Linked DNA regions of Sus scrofa: region 1 is linked to region 2. The links are chromatin contacts, called in public HiChIP or PLAC-seq maps. All regions are on one chromosome and are shown on one strand. Each heading gives the region's core, a stretch centred on a gene start, on an enhancer-like site or on the middle of the called end of the contact. The rest is flanking DNA. Distances are from core to core; before and after follow the strand shown.

Region 1 (3,189 bases), core at 245-2,744, 160 kb after region 2:
CTGAAATTCCTCAGAAGTAGAAAGCACAGAATCATGGTGATTCTTTACTCCGAGCCGAGGAAACGAACTCCTTGATGGCAGGATTTCAATCCTGGAGACGATGCAGAGGGAGGGGAGCTGAGCTAGTGACCACTAGCAGCTCTTGAACATTAAGATAAAGAAGGAGGGAGTTCCTATCGTGGCTCAGCAGAAACTAATCTGACTAGCATCCATTGAGGATGCAGGTTCGATTCCTGGCTTCACTTAGTGGGTTAAGAATCCGGCCTAGCCTAGCCGTGAGCTGTGGTGTAGGTCGCAGATGCAGCTTGGATCCAGCATTGCTGTGGCTGTGGTGTAGCCTGGGAACGTTCATATGCTTCAGGTGCAGCCCTTAAAAAAAAAAAAAAAAAAAAAAAAAAAAAAAAAAAAAAAAAAAAAGGAAGGAAAGAAAGAGAAGGAGCATGGCAGAAGAGCCTGGATATTGCCAAAAGCCTTTTTTTTTTTTTTTTTTTTTTTTTTTTTTTTAAGTTTAGTACCTCAGCAGTAATGGCTCTGTTTCTGCCAACATCAGCAGGGAGACAGGTGCAGAAAGCTCTGAAGAGCTCTTTCAGCCATAGATGTGGCCCAAGAAATGTCCCAGCAGCCCGTGCTTCTTGCCATGCTGGGTTGAATCTGGAGTGTTTCCAGGAACACTCAAATGGGTCCAGGACATGGGAACTTAGCAGCTTTGTTTGCAGCTTAAGAGTAGAAATTGGTTTTCACCAAACAGAAAACATCCTTGTCCGTTTGAATTTCAAACAAAGTCATGCTCTCTGGGACTGATATAAGCAAATTCATTCTCATTGGGGAACTCCACATCTTTGTTCAATTTAGGGAGCATATAGAGAAATTGTTTGAATTGCTTCACTTATATGTTTTCATGGTATAGAGAAATGTGTGCGATTTGATGACTAATTTTCTTTTTCACGGTAATTTTTCTTACAACATATTCAAACAAGATGTCACTAGGTAGATTTGAATATTGCCTAACTCTCAGAATATAATAAAAAGCACAGAAGGGCACAGATTGAAGGAGAAAGTAATAAAAGATATATGAGAGGACAATGAGTTATATTATTAGACCCGTGACCCCTTCCTTTCCCTTCAACTCACCCCAAGCCCAGCTTGACCAGGTAAACCAAAGGAAATTTAACTTTAGCCTCTAGTACATATTCAGTACATTCTGGCTGACATTTTAAACCCTGTTGGAAATCTGGTTGGCTTCCAGGCACATGCAATACTAGAATGGAGAAATAGTATAGATAACTATCTCATTTTTCTTTCTCTCTGGAACACTGACAATGATTCTTTGTAAAATGTCTCGGGATATTGAAGGAAGTTACGGACATACATTTTGTAGAAATCTGCCCAGAGCTGATTATTGCAAATTATATAATGTGGATATTCCATTTCACAAGCTTCATGTGTCTCATGATTAAGACACACATGGAAGGACAATAGGATCCGTAGGCTGCCAAAAAAATGAACAACCAGGAATTGAGGGGCAGGTTTGAAGAGTGGGATTTTCAGTTCCAGAGAGGACAGAACAATGACCTCAAGTGACACAGGCAGAACCACCACATACACACCAGTCCCCTCCCAGCTACAGCAAACAGTCATCAGCAAATTGGGAGAAACCCACAGTTACATCGGATTGCTCAGAAAACCTTACAAACAATGGGAGTTCCTGTTGTGGCTCAGCGGGTTAAGTAGTCAATATAGTATCTGTGAGGATGTGGGTTCAATCCCTGGCCTTGCTGTGGGTTAAGGATCTGGCTGGTGTTAAGGATCTGGCTGGCGTTGCTGTGGCTGTGGCATAGGCTGGCAGCTGCAGCTCTGATTTGACCCCTAGCCTGGGAACTTCCATATGCTGCAGGTGCAGCTGTAAAAAGAAAGAAATCCTTACAAATGTGAGGGTTTCAGTGAGCTGTGCCACATTAGAGTTCCATGCCATGCAGGCGGGACTATCACAGTTGCTTGAGAGTCACAGATAAACTCAAGCCCTTATTTCAGCAGTTTAGTTTTATCTTCCTGTGACCAAGGCATAGCTGTAATCAAGGTCTCCATTGCAGGCAGGATTCCACCCTCTCCCCCATCCTCTTCCTGAAGAGGAACTGCTGCGTCATGAAAGGCATGTTTAAAAAGACGCCAGGGCAGTGGCTCAGTCCCACACTGGATGATGACCCTTTGGAGACTGAACATTGGGACATCATGTTAGGGTAATGCAGTGTAGGAGGCTGGCCTAATTCTCAGAATCAACCACCCAAGGCAGTTTTAGATGCTTCTCTTAGATAAGTCTCAAGTCTTTCCAGTGTGGGGGAAGAGACAGAGATCACTGAATTCTACTTGCTGTAGGGCTTTTATTTGGAATTTCACCAATGGTCACCAATTCTTTCTCCTAGAAACACAGGAACAGTCTCACCACTTCTCTAGATTTACACAGTAACCTCATGTTTGCAAATGACAGATGAACACTATGTTAAGAGCCTCTTTTAGCTTTTCAACAAAGATGATATTTTCTTTCGTAATATTGTACTTTGCTTTGCGATCTTAAACTATTTGCTTAGGTTAAAATTATGTGGAGTGTATTTTTAAAGCATTTCTGGATGCACACACACGCACACAACACAGTCAAAACAACTATTTATTTAAAAAAGTACATACTTTTGAGAGCCATAATTTCAAATAGTCAGCATGACTATGTGAATCCATCTTTTTTCAGTTAAAAGAGATCAACTAACTAGAGGTAGTCAATTTGTCTATGCCATAAAACACATCTGTAATTGAGTATCTCTCTACAGGCAATAGGTAGGGTGCTGATGGTTTCCATGGAAATGCAAAGTCCAAAAATGCATCAGAATTCCTTTCCTCACCTCTGTTGAACTTTCATTACTGGATGAAGAGAGATCACTCTTTCACTTTGTCAGGCATTTGAGCAATGCCACCATTATGTGGATGCTCATAAAAATCTCTGTGTATAAAGAGTATTGTACAGTTCACCAAATATGCACTGTTGTCTCTTGATCCTCACAGCATCCCTGAGAGGTTGGGGAGAGCAGGAATAGTTATTCCTATTGAAAGATGGGAAACTGTAGCCAATGAAGGGTTAGTTACTCGCCCAGGGCTATAGCACACACCAAGTCACAAGGTAGGATTCAAACTAGATCTTTT
Region 2 (3,374 bases), core at 402-2,901:
CTAGGAATCAAGAGGTGGCGGTTCGATCCCTGGCCTTGCTCAGTGGGTTAAGGATCTGGCATTGCCGTGAGCTGTGGTGTAGGCTGCAGACGAGGCTCAGATCCGACGTTGCTGTGGCTCTGGTGTAGGCTGGTGGCTACAGCTCCAATTGGACCCCTAGCCTGGGAACCTCCATATGCCGCAAGAGCGGCCCTAGAAAATGGCAAAAAGCCAAAAAAAACAAAAAACAAAAAACAAAACAAAAAAATCAGATCCCAAGTGTCTGAAGGTTTTTTTGTTTTGGGTTTGTTTTTTTGTTTTTTTGTTTTCTGTCTTTTTAGGGCTGCAGGTGCAGCATATGGAAGTTCCCAGGCTAAGTTCCCAGGCTAGGGGCTGGATCAGAGCTACAGCTGCTGGCCTACACCACAGCCACAGCAATGTAGGATCCAAATGAAGACTGAGACCTACACCGCGGCTCATGGCAATGTTGGATCATTAAACTACTGAGTGGGGCCAGGGATCAAATCTGCATCTTCATGGATGCTAATCAGGTTTGTTACTGCTGAGCCACAATGGGAACTCCCCCAAGTGACTGAAGGTTCAATGTGGAGTCCAAACATGCACAGAAGATCAGATGATGGTTTCATTTCTGAGGAAGAGTAAACTAACACAGAGAAATACTCCTGGTCTTAATTCAAGCATAATCCAAACTTGAACTTGGTCACTGCAACTTGAGGCCATATCTCGTGTAACATGGAGATAAAATGATAGTGAAAGTTGCATGTGTCAAGAAGATGTGGAAAGCAGAAAGAAGGGTGGCCTACAAAACAGATCTAGGGGTTCTGCTGCTTACAGTTCTAACCTCAGGGGGTAGAGAGACGCATGGCCTGTGCGTCTTCACACTGCTCTGGACAAGTTACCTTGAGCAAAGCCTCCAGCAGAGTTTACTGTGATGAGGAAAATGCTCTATATTTGCACTGTCCAATACAGTGGCCACCAAGCAAGGGCTGTTAAGCATTTGAAATGCATTAGTACAGATGAGGAACTAAGTTATTTATTTGTAATTAAACGTCAATAGTTGGCACTGCACATGGCTATTAGCTACTGCTGTACTGGACACACAGGTCTGGATTCATAGGGGAGCCCCAGACAGAAGAGGAAGAGATTTGGGGCAGATCAGTAAGTCTTAGAAATCTTTTATCTGGTTTGGAAAAGGGAAAGGAGCTAACCTCATCAATGCCCTTTCCATTTGAGTGGGGAGGAGCAGGCTCCAATATCATTTAATACACTATAAAAATTGGGGGTCATCTTTTTCAAGATTTCATAAAGGCTCAGATGAGAGTCAAAGGAAGCTCTGTAGCTCAAATGATGTGATTTTAGTCTTTTGGTTCTTCTCTTCCAGAGGCAGAATTCCCTTCCTGACACCAATATTAAGTACTCACAAAACCCCTCCACCAATGACATGCACACTGCACTACAAGCCCACCGCGCGTGCAGGCGCACACGTACTCGTGCACAGAACACACAGACACACACACTTTCCCCCATCTTCCTCTGCTTCCCCCGGTTCAGGTATCCAGCCAGGCAGTCTTAAGCATGAACACAGTCTGCAGCAAAACTCCCTGATTCTGGCCTGTCAGCTCACCAGAAGGAGTATACCCAAGGGTCAAACTTGGGCCATTTTAACTGCTGTTGATATAAGTTTGAAGTGGGTTTGCCTGCCTGGCTTCCTGGATGGGTCTGCTGCCTTGGACAAATCACCTGCTGTATTATAATCATGTTGATGTATTTCCTGCAAGATATTTGTTGGATTTGTCCTTGTTATTCTGTTTAGAAAAGCACATAGGACTTCACTCGATGTGTCGGGCCGGTCTGAACTGAAGGGAAGTCAAGCATGAATAAGGAAATGGACAGGACTCCCCAAGTGTTGTTGAGAAATGCACTCCCAGGCTAAGATGCTGCTTTTCCCATCTCTCCGTGTGGGTGGGGGTAGGGAGGAAAGAGGCGGAGAGGTTAATGACTGCGTGTGAACCAGTCACTGTTCAATGACATAGAACTTGAAAACAGTTTGAGTTGGTTGAGCCCAAACAGGGCTCACTTCATGACTCCCCTCTTCTTTCACTCTTTGCCTCGGAAACTAGAACTACATAGACCTGCCATCAGGACCTAAAGTTGAGAGGGAAGAACAAATGTAACAGAAGTATGATGCACAGGGTTTCCCTGGGCCAGGGAACCCTCCCCACAAGGTGGTCTCATGGCAGAAGGAGGGGACACACTGCCAGAGGTGAGGTCTGGAGAGGGGTTTGGTGGCTGCTGACAGCCAGCAGCAGGTGATCGGAATTGGAAGGAAAAGGTCTCCAGACGATGGATAAGGGTCAGTCATAAAACATGCATTGCCTTTGGGGGAGGGGGTCGTGGAGAAGGAGCTTTGGGCACAAGGAACCCCAGTCCTGGACATTCTGAAAAGACTCAGAGGGTTCAAGAGTTTAAAAGTCTTACTTGGAGTTCCCGCTGTGGCACAGTGGGTTAAAAATCAGTAGCAGCTCAGGTCACTGTGGAGGTTCGAGTTCGATTCCTAGCCTGGTGCAGTAGGTTAAAGGATCCAGCATTGCCGCAGCTGCACCTTGGATTCAATCCCTAGCCCAGGGAACTTCCATATGCCACCAGTGTGGCCATAAAAAAGAAAAAAGAGAAAAGAAAAAAAAAAGTCTTCTAGCAGTATATAGTTGGAAGGTCAAAAACTTTCCAATGGCCACTGGTTTCTGCTCCCTTCACCTTGGACAATATGAACTATCTTGTGGCTCTGACAGCAGGAGATTTTGAATTTCAGAGATTTTTATTTTTTTGGCTTTCTGCCATTTCTTGGGCTGCACCTGAGGCACATGGAGGTTCCCAGGCGAGGGGTCGAATCCGGAGCTGTAGCCACTGGCCTACACCACAGCCAGAGCAATGCAGGATCCGAGCTGCATCTGCAGCCTACACCACAGCTCACAGCAATGCTGGATCCTTAACCCACTGAGCGAGGCCAGGGATCGAATCCACAAACCCATGGTTCCTAGTTGGATTCGCTAACCACTGTGCCACGAAGGGAACTCATCAGAGGTTTTTAGAAATAACATTTGCCCATACTTCTGATTATACAAAAAAATCAGTGTTCATCACGGAAAACACAAAACACACCACATACACACTGGGGTAGATGATTTCATATGAAAGGCCACAGGGAAGAAAAGGATATGAGACGGAAATATGGATAACTAAATATAAAACTATACACCTGTCTCTCATCGTGGGTGGGGATTTGAGTGTCTGGTTCTTCAGTGGTTTTCCTGTAAATTATTTCATTCACACAAAATCCCATGCGTGGCATTACTGGATGAAACGTTTCTTTCTCT

What was found. HiChIP or PLAC-seq counts read pairs in DNA pulled down with a chosen protein or histone mark.
Region 1: a contact with region 2 is called in an H3K27ac HiChIP or PLAC-seq map of alveolar macrophages. The contact joins two enhancer-like sites. A contact is called at or near these places in 1 of 47 Hi-C or Micro-C datasets (fetal skeletal muscle) and 1 of 2 datasets of contacts at active chromatin or transcription factors (alveolar macrophages).

Annotation. Positions count from the first base shown.
Region 1 is chr8:31,750,812-31,754,000 of Sscrofa11.1, forward strand. No RefSeq gene overlaps it. Among named protein-coding and RNA genes, the nearest start is that of NSUN7, 58 kb to the right of the region's middle. Within about 2 kb of position 1,495, at least 4 of the 83 cell types and tissues checked have an H3K27ac peak or open chromatin away from gene starts, as enhancers often do. A contact at or near this core is called in alveolar macrophages, where this site is marked.
Region 2 is chr8:31,588,015-31,591,388 of Sscrofa11.1, forward strand. All of the region lies in intron 3 of RBM47 (RNA-binding protein 47), which reads right to left. Among named protein-coding and RNA genes, the nearest start is that of RBM47, 100 kb to the right of the region's middle. Within about 2 kb of position 1,652, at least 2 of the 83 cell types and tissues checked have an H3K27ac peak or open chromatin away from gene starts, as enhancers often do. A contact at or near this core is called in alveolar macrophages, where this site is marked.